2 separate regions of the Aphis gossypii genome follow, and region 1 is linked to region 2. A link is a contact called in public Hi-C data. All regions are on one chromosome and are shown on one strand. The core of a region is the stretch at or near the end of the contact, and the rest is flanking DNA. Distances in the headings are between cores, read along the strand shown. Region 1 holds the start of LOC114121339 (probable ATP-dependent RNA helicase DDX5). Region 2 holds the start of LOC114129531 (TIP41-like protein).

The links. A called contact is a pair of places that touch in the nucleus more often than the background predicts.
Region 1: a Hi-C map of whole body shows a contact between it and region 2, with 3 times the contacts expected there. The contact joins the promoter of LOC114121339 here to the promoter of LOC114129531 in region 2. A contact is called at or near these places in 2 of 2 Hi-C or Micro-C datasets (both in whole body).

What each region holds. Positions count from the first base shown.
Region 1 is chr2:33,141,229-33,148,170 of ASM2018417v2, reverse strand. LOC114121339 (probable ATP-dependent RNA helicase DDX5) reads right to left here and starts at 4,934. Exons shown (of 13, transcript XM_050199244.1): 1 at 4,575-4,934; 2 at 4,295-4,489; 3 at 3,058-3,183; 4 at 2,876-2,987; 5 at 2,618-2,806; 6 at 2,377-2,556; 7 at 2,138-2,310; 8 at 1,970-2,080; 9 at 1,836-1,897; 10 at 1,703-1,762. The coding sequence starts at 4,603. LOC114121341 reads left to right here and starts at 5,054. Exons shown (of 3, transcript XM_027983618.2): 1 at 5,054-5,547; 2 at 5,630-5,812; 3 at 5,917-6,271. The coding sequence starts at 5,484. The coding sequence ends at 6,134.
Region 2 is chr2:32,959,024-32,966,713 of ASM2018417v2, reverse strand. It overlaps LOC114129531 (TIP41-like protein), which reads left to right and starts at 2,686. Exons shown (of 2, transcript XM_050200553.1): 1 at 2,686-2,835; 2 at 2,903-3,599. The coding sequence starts at 2,977. The coding sequence ends at 3,459. It overlaps LOC114129533 (mediator of RNA polymerase II transcription subunit 24), which reads left to right and starts at 788. Exons shown (of 20, transcript XM_050200537.1): 1 at 788-1,127; 2 at 1,256-1,394; 3 at 4,818-4,943; 4 at 5,009-5,110; 5 at 5,180-5,408; 6 at 5,504-5,600; 7 at 5,670-5,850; 8 at 5,917-6,248; 9 at 6,309-6,435; 10 at 6,667-6,903; 11 at 6,965-7,134; 12 at 7,209-7,386; 13 at 7,454-7,554; 14 at 7,611-7,690. The coding sequence starts at 1,287.

The sequences.
Region 1 (6,942 bases), core at 3,685-6,184, 180 kb before region 2:
CAATTATTTATAGTGACTCCATCAAAATATGTTGTTTACCATGAGTAGAATTAGTGTTGTATTAGATACAGTTCTTAGTTTGATTGATAAACAAAATAAAGAGAAGGTCTCTTTTTATGACCAACTTGAGGCAATCTAGAAAGTACACCAGTCAATAATGAGATGGAATTTAGGATTTTATCAGAGATTCTTTGTCTATTACTGATATAAGACTTTGCCCATGAGAGGAGAGAGAGTCAATGTCAAAGAACTCAAGTTTAAAGAACAAGATACTGTATTATACAACAAAACTTTATTATGAATATTTATGTTTATTCAACAATAAGCAAAAGAGTTTTGGAGCTAAATCAATAATATTCTTTTAGAATAAATGCAGAGAACCAATTTTGGTTAATTGTTGATTATAGGTAGTTGTTGAGGTATTTTATTTTAGTATAAATTGATATTTAACTTTAGAATTGTTTATTTTAAATGCAATTTAATATAATATATGTATGTATAATGTATATGTTTTACATATATACTATCCTACGGAAATAAATTAAGAACAAAAAACTGAAACACTTGCAGTTAGATTACTATTATTACACAACTTATAAACTTTATAATATAAAAATTGTTTTTAACAAGATAAGGAATCTTTTAAATTCTTTTACTCGATTGTCACAAACAATTTGTAATTTTATCTTAACCAAAAACATTTAGTCATAATTATATTTATGGTATAGTCAGTAATTAGACTTTAGACTTTATTAATTTAACATTTACATGAGTATTTTTAAATCCTATAAAAATATTATTTGAGAGTGAGAATATTCCTTGGCTAACCAATTAGTAGTATAAAATATAACTAAAATAATATTATAATGTAAGGTTTAATTTCATTTAACTTTTAAGTCATCAACAATTAAAAATTTACTTTGAATTTGTTAATATTCAGTAATATTTTACAAATTCCAAACAAACTATAGTTTTTTTTACTTTACAAAACTCAAGATACCTAAATTTAAATTACTTTAACTTTAAATAAAACTACTAACAGAAGAGAGAATACAATAAAAATAGTAAAAAACCATTGCCAAAGCAAATGTTAATGTTTCAGTTAGCAAATATAAATTCAGCCAATTTCAATAAATTGAGTATCAAATTTAATTGTTACGAAGTAGAAAATTAATAGCAGAATGTTTTTGATAGTTTTATCAAATGTATTAAGATAAAACTATTCATAATAACTTTTTGATATCGAACTTGTATTAAATGTATGTACAAATAGCTCTACTGGAAGCTTCCTTCCTTGCCACCTCTGCATTATTAATCTTACCTCAAATTTACTTATTGTACAAACAGAATAGATTTAAAAAACAACTTTTCAATATTATTAAAATATAACAAAATTAAAACTATATGTACCAAATACTTTTATTTGCGAAGTCAGTAATACAACTTAATTGTAATTACTTTTTATTTAAAGAAAATGTTTTTTTTTTAAATAAAACATATTTTGTTAAAAAACCTATTGTAGTACAAAGGTAGAATGTTACGAAAATTGTATTCAACAGTATAAATCATATCATAGGGCATGTTTATAAAAATATGACCTTCATTAATAATAAATATAATATTGTTTGATTTTAATCAAATATTGGTTTTATACTAAGAACCATTTATTTTAAAACATTTAAACGTATTTATAGTTACTCACCAAGTCCACGAGCAGCCACGTCTGTAGCAACCAATATAGGATAACGACTATCTCTGAAATCTTTAATATATAATTGTAATTTAATTAAATCTTAGTTTTTAATATTCAAACAATACAAATATAATAATCATACCTTTCAAAACATTGTCTCTCTCATATTGTGATTTATCACCATGAATACATACAGCCGAATACCTAATATATTTTAATGTTATGACTTAATTTTCCCAACTAAATGTATTAACTGTATTAAATGCATTAACTCACCCATGTCTTTTAATCTTTCTTGTGATTTCATCCACTCGCCGCTTAGTTTCAATAAAAATAATAGTTTTGTTTTCATCTTCATCCATTATTTTCTTTAGTAGAGATATTAACCTAATCAAATATTAAAAATAATAGAAACTTAACAAAATAATAATAAGGAATATATACTTAGTTTCTTTATCATATTCCTGGCAGACTTCAACAATTTGTTGAATGTTATGATTAGCTGCCAAAGTTAAGGAACCAATATTTATTTGTATATATTCATCTAAAAATTCTTCAGCCAAATTCTTCACTTCTTTGGGCCAAGTTGCAGACCACATTAATACTTGCCTATCTGGCTGCAAGTTAATATAAATATACATAAAAAATATTATAACTTAAATTATTCATAATTAACAGCATACTCTTATTTGATCAATTATTTTTCGAATCTGTGGTTCAAATCCCATATCCAACATTCTGTCGGCTTCATCTAAAACAAGGTATGTGCATCGACACATATTTGTACGTTCACTTTCAAGAAAATCTAATAAACGTCCTGGTGTAGCAATAACTAATTCAACTCCACGGCTTAAATCAGCTGCCTATAGAAAAAAACATTAATAATCAAAGAATGAATAATAACTTAAATAAATTGCAACTTACCTGACCACCTTTTGGTGCACCACCAAATAAACATGTACTACTGACTCCAAATGCATCACCAAAATCATCACAAACAGTTTGTATTTGTTGGGCTAATTCTCGAGTTGGAGATAATACTAACACAATAGGTCCATCACCACGTGACAATTTTCGTTGATGAGAAATATGTATTAAAGCAGGAACAATATACTACGAAAAAATTTAATTATATACATTTATGAAAAGCTAGTCAAATTATACACTGTAATAATAAAATACCGATAATGTTTTTCCAGAACCAGTAGACGCAATACCAACTAAATTATTCCCAGACAAAGCTATTGGCCATCCTTGTGCTTGAATAGCAGTAGGTTCAACAAAACCTTGTTTCCTGTGTTCAAACAATATTCATATTATTTATTTATAAACTGCAGAGCATCAATTTAATAAAAATGGGTTACTTTAATTCTTTGATTATGATTTCAGGAAAGCCACTTTCATCAAACTTAAATATTGGTTTTGGAATATTTTCACCAACTAATGTAATTTCTTTCTCTTCTCTATATTTTTCTATTTCTGATTTTGATCTAAAAATAAAAGTAATATATTCATAATTCTTTAATTGAGTTGTATAAATATTTTTATTTTATTAATTTATGTATACAAATAAATTCAAAATTATTTGAAAATGCATTAAGCAGAGGCGTTCTCAGGATATTTCAATGGAGGGGGATGAAAAAAATGATTACATAATAAGCCATATTAATGTCTACTTAAAGTAGACAAAACGTATATTACTAATATGTAAAAAAATAAAGAATCTTGGGGGGACATAATCCGCCTCCCCCTGCGAGAACGCCCATGGCATTAAGATATACATTACTCACAATTTATAAGAAATTTTAACATTAAAGTATATATATATATAAATAATAAACACCTAAATTTCATAGGTCACAGAGCAATGTATATAAGAATTATAAATGCTACATAATTATTTATTATATAGTATCAAACAAAATTCAAAGAGGAACATGACCAATAAATTTTATAAATTCAGCAATAAAAGAATAAATATATGAACTGTTATTATAAAATATTAGTATTAAAAATATTTTTAAGCAAAATTTAGTTCATTCAGTGTTTATTCATAACATAGAATACTAATATCTCTATGATTAGTATATAGTATATACACATATAGGGTTAGAATGTTGGCTGATTAAATTTAGATAATTTTTTCTTTAGCTGCACATTTCAAACTAAAATATATTTAATGAAATTTTTCTAACATGGAAGCAGTTATATAAAATAAAATGTTTTGATATTTACTGTCATTATGCTAGAGCTAGGCTAGTATTACCCATACCATCATTACCTTCCAATTAAGCCATAATAATCATGAAATTAACTATTAAAACAATCTAGAACCATTGATTAATTATACAATAAAATTAATAATTAAATAAAAACAATAAATGTATAATTAATCAATGATAGAACCAACTTATTTCTCAAGTGTAGTAAACTACTATAAGATTCATAACAGTATGCAACTATGAAACTTATATTCAAGACAAGACTATAATTGTTATTATTTACTTCGATTTAATCATTTTAGAATATAGTTGTACTTCCATCTTAATTTTTACATGCCAATATTCATTAGTTTAATAAAATATAAATACAATGTTTTACCTATTATGGACAGCTTCGTGAGGCAAATAAAAATCTTTTTTAAATGGTTCCAGTTTTTTTGTTTCCCATCGAGGTTTACGTAAGTTAGAACCTGGATCACCTCTACCTCCTCGACCACCACCACCACGTCGTCGTATCGGACTTCGACTTCGTCTGTCTCGTCCACGTCTACGATCTCTCGATGATGATATTGGACTGTTTAAGGAAAATATAAAAACACAGTGTCAGTGTTTCATTAAAACGTAAGTATTATTAAACTTGGGTATTACGGTCGACTTACTTTCGGCTGTAACCCATACTGGAGACCATTCACAGGTCAGCAGTTCAGCTACAGTACAAAATACAAATTATAAAATTTACGCTCAGCAATAATTTTTACTGCCCCAGAAATTTAGCTTATGTTAAACAAACAAATCAAAACATTGACGTCTGACGTACGACGTAAATCAATACCAATTCCAGAGCTGTTTAGTAAATAGTAAATATAAACATATTTTATTTATGGTTGAATGGATGAAGTATAAAATGAACTTATTGAACTTTGAACTTAGTAATTATTAATCACCTAAATTAATAATTTATCGTTAGCGAAACTCTGTCTCAGTCGGCAATCGCCAATCGGCATAGAAAAATCTGTGTTAAAAATGTTAACATGGCGTCATCATGGAGAAGAAACTTTGTACACAAAAACCAATTTTTAATCAAAAATAAAAAACTTACTTTTTGAATAATAATTATTTATGTAGATAACATACTGTAATCGTTTTTTAAAAGCATTAATATTAATTCGATGTGAATGTTAGTGTATTTTATTATCATTTTTATTGAATATGAAATATTATTTTATTTTAAAGTTTATTAATATGGTTTAAAATGTATAAATATTAATTATAATTATTAATTTGTAACCCGTTAAGTAATTATGTAAATAATAATTATCATTAACTCGCGGTTCTAACTTCTAACATAGATGATTTAACACTGAGCACCCCTGGTTGTTTTGTTTATATTTTGCCATTATCATTTTTTATTAGTCATCTTAATCAAATTTCCTTTTGAATAACTACTATTTAGTATTTACCATTAAATAATTTAAAAGTTTTTTAAACATAATTCTTTTTTTGTATCGCCGTTGAATGATCTTTATATATTTTGTTACTGAATAATTTTATTTTTGATTTTTATTATTATGAAATCCACTGTACTATCATGCTTTATATTAGTTGTTTTAGGATTTTCATTCTTACATAAAGGTAATTTTATGTTTAAAAGGTGTGGCTGTCCTTTGTCACGCCCTTTCAAAATAATTATTAAAGCTTATTTTGTCGTGTTTAGTAAGTGGAATCCAATGCTATCAGTGTTCTACAAGCAGCGATCCAAAAGGATCTGATAATTGTGGTGCATACGAAAAATTCCACAAGGATCGCCATGTCTCGGTTGAATGCACTAGTGATGAATCTCATACGCCAGGCACATTTTGTGTTAAAGTAACCAAACAAGGTCTTAGAGGATTTATATGTGAGTCAAAAATCAAAAGTGTTAAAGAATTGATATGACGAATATCATCAATATCTTCATATAATAATGTTATATTAAATATATTTACTGTTTTTAATATCAAGGGGATGGTCGTTGGAGAAATGTGATCCGCCGTTGTGGGTCAGTTTCAGATACTGGTGTAACTGGTGTATGCAACTGGGGAGTTGAATGGAATGGAGTTTATTGGGAAGAATGTTATTGTTCTGAAGATAACTGTAATTCGTCTACCAATATTACACCATTATCTATCATAACAACCACACTGTGTTCATTAATTACTATGTTTATATTAAGAAATTGATCTATACTTATTTGTAAGCTGATAACGAATTCCGTCCAAACTTTTTAGTATGTTTATCACTATATTTTTTTTATACATTTTATAATTCACTTAATTATTACTTTTAATAAATAAACTGTTATATTTTATAATACAAATTCAAATGATGTTTTATTTTTAATGCCTATCTTCTCTGTATTCTGTATCTGGACCAAACATCAATTCTTTGTACAGCATGTCAGTTAAGTGGTATGTAAGATAGGGAATTACATTTGGATGAACGGATAATTACATTACATCTTTTCTATTTTGGACTCATACTGATAATGATTTTTTCTGATTACCTAATGTTTCATATTGTGTTCTGAATTTGTTTGTACTTATGATATAGCAAGACTATATTGAATTGCATACAATTCTTCAGAGCCATTTCTGACTCATATGAGTTTATACAAATAGTAAATGCCTCATAAATTAACATTTGATGGGCAACTAGTTGTTGAATATAATGTTACTATTTTAATTTATACCATAAAAACATATTATATAATAATGACAACTTAGTAATTTTAAAAATGATTTTTGTTTCAGTTAAAAATTTTCTCTACATTGTTATACATGTCAGCTCTTAGAAATGCAGTTTGCATTGAGATTTGTTCTCTTATTGATTGTACTCGTATTTAGCCTCAACTAGAACTATATTAAATATGATTTATTGTTTAAGAATTTTTCGTGTGGTATTAATACTGAAAATTATATTAAGAGAACGCCAGCATACTGTTTTCTCTCTAGCCCACTTGCAATGTACACAAAATGCATTCAATGATAA
Region 2 (7,690 bases), core at 1,437-3,936:
AACCAAATAAATTTTTCTATTCGGTTGTTACTCAAAAACTAATCATTGTAAATACTTGACAATTTCACCAAATAATTGTATTGGTGTTTACTTTATACAGTTAAATTTTCAAAATATTTTGACTTTTTTTGAGCTATTTATAAACTGCTGAAATTTTCGACTTAACTGAGAATTTTTTTTTTTTTGAAGTGCCGATAAAAAATTGTTTGCGTAGACTAATGAATGTACATGCATAAAACCATAAAAAATGTCAAATTTATATTTTTTATTGGGTCCACAGCCACTTGTCAGCTTTTTCTAAAAAAAAACATTTTTAGGTATTTTTCTCAGTGTAAATAAAGTATAAACTGCCATCATTTTAAAAACGCAATATAGGTACACCTTAAGTGAACGTCGCAGTATCGTTTAGAACAATAATAATAAATATGGAATATCTCAGAATTCAATGTGAAGGGCCATGAAATACCTTTTTTTTTTTTGAAAAAAAAACACATTAAGTACAATACTTGGTGAAGGATTAAATTTTCACATTCATAATTTCACATACCTGGTCTAATGCGTAGACTAAAATCATGAATATTTTCAAATTATTTGTTATATTTCTTTTTTGTGAGTGTGAAAGGGCAATTCGCCCTAACACATTACGTTTTTTTATTTGTGTTCCGGTCAAAATGTAACTGGCGCCATATCGGGTTAATGTGCGCGGCAGTGTAACCGCTGTAACCACCGCATCATTCAGAATTGCTACCTCGGTATACTATTGTATTATCAGTATAGTAACCCGTTGTCGTTTGTTTACGTTTCGCAGTCGGCGTAAGGATAATCTGTCTTTTAATAGTGTTTGCCGTTTAACTTTACTTTTTTGACGTTTATTTTTATAATAATATTTAATCACTAAAGTAGTAAATAATAATTTCTAACCAAATACTCTGTTTACATTAACGATCAAGCTACTTTCGTTTGATGTAAAATTAAATTGTGAACCAAATCGCCCATTATTTGGAATACATTTATTAAAGATTACAACTACAGCCATAAAAAGAGAGAAATCGCCGGCAAGTAAATTGTCCATAACGTTTCGTTCAGTTCACCTCGCTTTAGACTGCTGTTAAAATCGATTGAATTTGGTAAAATAAATATGGTCGTTATATGACATCATAATTTTTAATTGTTTTGTGTATTCAACTTTGCAATGCTACATCAAACATTAATTTGATTGTTGCTTTTATTTTTATTTAACCTTTTTCTCCCCCAGAATCAAAATGGTTGCTGAACATTTGTCGTAAATGGAGCCGAGCAAAGTCACAAGTAAAACCAGTAGCTTGAAATCGTTGGTGCTGAAAGCGTGGGGTGAACGTTGGACTGAAATTCAGTGGGGTATTTCTATAAAATCGGTAAATACTTTTTTTACAATAAATATTTTGTCAATGTAGTCCTGTTACAATAAAGTACCCCTAAAATATCATACAAATTATGTTTTGTTTACTGATGTTAGTGATAGTTCAACAGCCAATTGATGTAAACTGTGTTATTGTTATTAAGTTTTCAAAGCCAAAACTACTGTTTAAATTTTGAATTTTGACTGATTTAAGTACATTAATTTTAATAAGTGATTTAAATAAGTTGGAATTATCATTGAACATTAATTAAACCATCTTTTCTCTACCGGATTTATATTTTCGATTACCTATTACTAAAAACTATTTACCATAAAATGAACAAATGAACAGAAACAACAAATATGAAACATGCTACAAAAAGACCCACTTTTTCTCTACTAATAAAATTATTAAATTTATTTATAATAAAAATAATTTATTTTTTTGGTTTAGTTATTTCATCAATAAAACTTTTACATAGTATATTGAAAAAGATAGATTTTTAAGATAAATTTAAGTTTTTGGAGCACGCTAAAATGAACCATCAAACATTGATAAATCTCATCAAATTCTCACCTTTTTTTTTATAGCTTTCATTAATTTTTATTTATTCGTTTTATTTTTTCAAATAAATTGTTAAGCACTACATATAAAATATAAATATAAAATTTAAAATTGTTTTAAAATTAACATAATATAAAATTTTAATATTCATAGTATTTGATAAGAGTTGTTATGTAAATAACTAATGGCAGTGTGGTTCAGGTATAGTTCACTTTCAGTTTCTCATGTCTTATGTGTATAGTAAAATTAATTTCATTATTTATTTGATAAGTATAGGTTGACAATATTATATATACCATTATCAATGGCGTAGCCAGGATTACTAAAAAAGGAGACCAATAAAAAAATCTTATAAAAATTAAATGTATATTGTTTACACTTCATTAAAAATAAATTAGAGGTAATTTATATACCTACTTATACTTGGACACCTGTTAAAACTTTTCAAACTATAAATATGTTTTATTCTTCTCATAAATTTTCCTGGCATACATTTTTCAAACGTTTCTTATTAGTGTGAATTTGTAGATTACTACAAAATTTCAACAAGTATAAAAGGGAAAAATTTTGTAACTGTCGACAATTCTGTTCATATCGATAAACATATTATTTAATTTTTAATTATTTGAATATTCATTTATTTTTATTTGTTATTATATTAAATATAGTGAAGTGACAGTGTATAAACCGTTTTGTTAATCAGGTGTTATAACATCCACTCAAAATGACTGCCAAATGTGAACAATTTGAAACCAACAAATGGACAATTATATCTTCCAAAAGCCATATTCTAGGATCAGGATGTTCTTCGCGCAGTCAAGTACCAACACTATCGTGTTGTGACTTTTGTCGCTTTTCTATTGAATTAAAACTTCATCATTTGCCTGAGATGGTATTTCCTAATAATATTTTAGAAATTAAATATGATGGCCAATCTGGAATACGATTTTGCGCTTTAGATTCACTCAGGGATGTTGACCCTTGTAGAGCACCTGTGAAAATTGCTTGTTCAAAAGAATGGAAAGAATCTAGAATGGATAGTGGACTTGTAGATAAAGATGTTAATATGTTTGATTGGACATATTCAACATACTATGAAGGAACATTATTTGGACATCCAGTTGTTGAAGCCACTGATGAGCGTATAAACATGGAGAAACTCAAAGTTCAAGAAGAGATACTTTTTTACTCAGATTTGACTTTATTTGAAGATGAATTACATGATAATGGTGTTGCTGTATGTTCTGTGAAAATACGCTGTATGCCTAGTGGTTTTTTTGCGCTGTTGCGGTATTTTTTACGTGTGGATGGTGTTATGATGCGTATACATGATACACGTTTGTATAAAGAAACTGAATGGGATTATGTATTGAGAGAAGTTTGCCGTAGAGAATTATACACAACAGAAATACCAGTTGGAAAATCTGGATCATTAACTGATCCTGGAAGCTTTGCCAGTACCTTACCCATTGTCTATGAACGTTTTGAAAAACTTAAATTTGATAAAAATTTGTAATTTTTTGTAGTTTTTTATCTGTTTAATACATACAAGTTTTGCCTATCTTTTAGTAATTAAATTAATAGAGTATAATAAAGTAGATTTAAGCTATTGATTATAACTAACAACAATAAATATGTGCATATCTTAAATTTTAATACATTGTTTTATTTTTTCCAACATAGTACAATATTTTATATTAGCTATGTTTATGATTTTAATATACTTTTCAATTTTTTAACAATCCTTATAATATACTTATTAAAGGTAAATAAAATATTGTTTAATGTTTTTGGTGAGATTAAAAAAAAATATTTACATAAGTCACATGTTTGTGAAAAGTTAAATCACTTGAAAGCATCTTATTTTCAAATAAATAACATACAAGATATAATTTTCAGATGATTAATTATATGCTGAATTTCACTTGAAATATCACTTAAAACTGTGTAACATTTATAAAATAAAGAAATGTTTTAACTTGAGTTATCCCATATAACACAATATTATGGAAGTAAAAATAGCAGTGTAGTAATATTATTCAAATAAAAAATAATAAAGCAATTTTGATTTAATATTTTAATATAACAAAAAAAGTTTAATATTATAGTTATTGAACGAATAATTAAAAGTGTCAACTAGTTAAATTTATATTCAAATTCTAATTTTAATCATTTTCTTTGATCAACTTCAAGTACTTCACCTATAATTGATATAGATGTTTACAAATATATGTTATTTATATTTATCACTAAATAAGTACTTTATATATTAAAATAAAATTATCCAGCTAAAAGTTAAACTTTATTAATCCTAATACCTAATAACATATTATATACAATTTAAACATATTAACCAAGTATTAAATTTTGATAATAAGAAGTTGAATACTAGGGCAACCATTTTAAGAAAATAAAAACAGAAAAGTGGTCCCCTCATAAAACAACAAACGACATAAACGATTAAATATAATATCAAACATCATTGATTATTAATTTATAAATAATGTTATATGATAATTCAAACATATACTTTAATTCATAATGCATATGCCATACAATATGTCTTATGCTTACCACTAATTTAATTTTTCATCGGCATCAGCCCTTGAAAACTATTCTGTTATTTAAAACGGGATTGTCTCTTTTCTTATCATTATGTTCAACTGTCCCAACAAATTTTGAACGGAATAATTTTTTTATCTTGTTTTAAACAGGACATCTGGTCACCCAGACTTTTACCTACTATAATTTATTTCAATTATATGATTTCTTGTATCTAGGAGTTTTTTAATTGTATTTTTATAAAAAAAAAAATGAAATTTAATTATGAATGATATATTTAATAATTTAATTAAACAATTATTTGTTATTTAGGTTCTACCCAGAGGAGTTAGCGGAGATGTCTATAATTTGGCCGACATAATATTATCACAAGCTCTAGTTGGTTCTTATCCCAATGAACTTGTACTTTCTTATTTAAGACATTCACTAAACTGCCAAGTGAGTAAATGATAAATGTTAATTAAACAACAGTTCTAATATTTATTTATTGTTTTTTTTTTTAGCTTGTTTCTTATGCAGCCATTCTTCAGCGCATTAGTAAATATGATAAATTTCAAAAAAGATCATGTGTTATTATTTTACTTGATTTCCTTGAATCTACACTTGTATGTACCTTCATAATAAATAATGATGTACTTGATATGAAATGTTGAGTTTGAACTTTTTATTTTTAGCATGGCATAACATGTCGAGGGAAACCAGAAGAAAGTGTATTAGCTATAGCATTATTATCGTTAGTTGATTGGCTGTTAACATGTGTTCGTAGTGGACATGTACCTAAAGATGGTACCACCAATCGTCTTGAAGATCGTATTGCAAACAAATCTATTCAAATTTTAGAATCTCTTTTAAACAATGATTTTATATTTGCTATGCTTTATTTGGCTAAGCATGATGATGCTGGTAAGTCACTATATAATAATTATTAATAACTGATAATTGGTATACAATATACATCATGCTTCAAAATAAATAAATCAAATATTTTATTAATCTAGAACTGTACTTGGTCATTGTGAATAAGTGTCAAGAAATTAGTCAAGATGTACAAAATTCAATGGACACAAATATTCCACATGTGCACAATGTTTTAATGTATTTTATTTTATTTTCTTATATATATAAAAAAAATTAAATCTATTAATATTTTTATTTCTTTCTTAGAAAATTATGCAATATTGAATTTAAAAATTCGACAAAACTTACAGCGATGGAATCAGTAACAACTTATAATGAACCAATTACTTATGTATTACAACCATTGTTAGCCATTAGAGTGATGTTAAACCCTACAACAGAGACTCAAGTATTAGTGGACAAATTAAAAATGATTCGTCAAATTAAAGTTAGTACTACTAATAGTTATAAGAATAATTATTTTTTAATAAATGTTATTTATTTCATTTTAAAGGGTTACAGTAATCCACGATTGTACTGTGAACTTATCCGTGCTTGTCTTATGTGTTTACGAGATTCTTTGAGTAAAGAAGATCATGGACCACAGTGGGGTGCATTTACATTTATAAAACTTCCACACATCATAAAACATCTCTGTGAAGACTCCAAAAGTTTCAAAGCATCTGAAGAAGTAATTCAAGGTTTTGAGATGCTATTGGAGATGTTTCCATTGTTAGATTTCATTGATTCACATACAGCCTGCAGCTGTATAGAACTTTTACTCAATGAATTAGTGAAACTAGATTTTGTAACTGAAAATCAATGCAGTTCAATAATTGCTAGGAGGTACCAATTTTTATTTTTATAATTTTTACAGTTTAAAACTTAATCATGTTTATATCTTAGAGCTAGTGTAGTTTCAACACTTAGCAGTCCAAATCCTCCTTCAAACGTTTTGACCATTATTATGAGAACTGAGCCTACTTTACAAAGAATGCTTAGGACCTTAGATTCTGACTACTCTAAAATTCAAGTAAGATATTATTTATTACTATTGAATGCTGATTTATCCATTTATTTACTCTATTCATAATGAGATGAAACCTCGGAAGTGACAAATTTTTGTTAAGGCAGTCAAACACTTCCCCCATCTAGCCAAATAATGGTTTGGCGCTTTGGAACGAATATACACAAGTTGGCCACCGAGGTCTCATCTCATTTTGAATAGACTGTAGTACTAATAATAATGTATGTGTATTTTTAGGAAGCTTTAGTTAGTATGCTCAGTCAAGTACTTGCTGGAAACAGTTTAGAGTTAATCCTAGCAGCAGCATCAGTTGAAGGGAAATTGCGCATGTTTGTTTCTAAAGTAATCAAATTTAATGAATTCAGCAAGCAAATTAATCTACAAGATGGTGCTAAATCTGTACACACTAATGCAGTATTGTTTGACATGACATTCTTAATGCTTTGTTTTATAACTCAAAAATATGGATATCAAGTAAATCTTTAACCTTATTTAATTGGAAAAATTAGAAATAAACTATTATTTTTTTTAATAGTCAATTTTCCTTGATGGTGGCAACGATACATTTTTTGAAAAATGGTGCCGGCAGTGTATGGTTGAACTCGGAAATCCCAAGTCACATGAAACTATGATGGGTGAATGTGATCCAAGTAAAGTAGAAGCTTTGTTAACTGCAATTGATAACGGAGAAGATTTAATAAATTGGTTTGTATTAAATTATAAATTATATTAAATAATTTTAAGATTATTTAATTAAACAATTGGAAAATATTCTTTAGTGATACCAGTTGGGACCAAATCTGCATATCTATAATTGGTGCTACACACGATGTTTTAGTTGCTTGGGAAAATTCCACATTGAGTAGTAATGATGTTAAACGTATTTTAGATTCAATGCGTTCATCAATGTTTTGTTTGCCTATTTGTGCAGCGGCATGGCTCTGTTCTTATATGCAGGTATGAATTTTACATTATAATAGAAACACGTTTTGACATTTTGTTATAGTAAAACTAAATTATCTAGGTTTTGCATCAAGATGCTTTACTTAAGCCATTAAATATGGTACAACAGTTATTGAATGTTCTTCCAGAGAATGAAGAAAGTCAAGACAACTACTATAAATGGTAAAAATTATGAATATTAAAATATTCAATGTTACATTGAATTTTATAATTTTCAGTCGTCAAGTATTGATGTGTCAAATTATACGTAAAATGCAACAAGATTTGAATCCCCCGACAATGCCGTCCAAACCTTCTC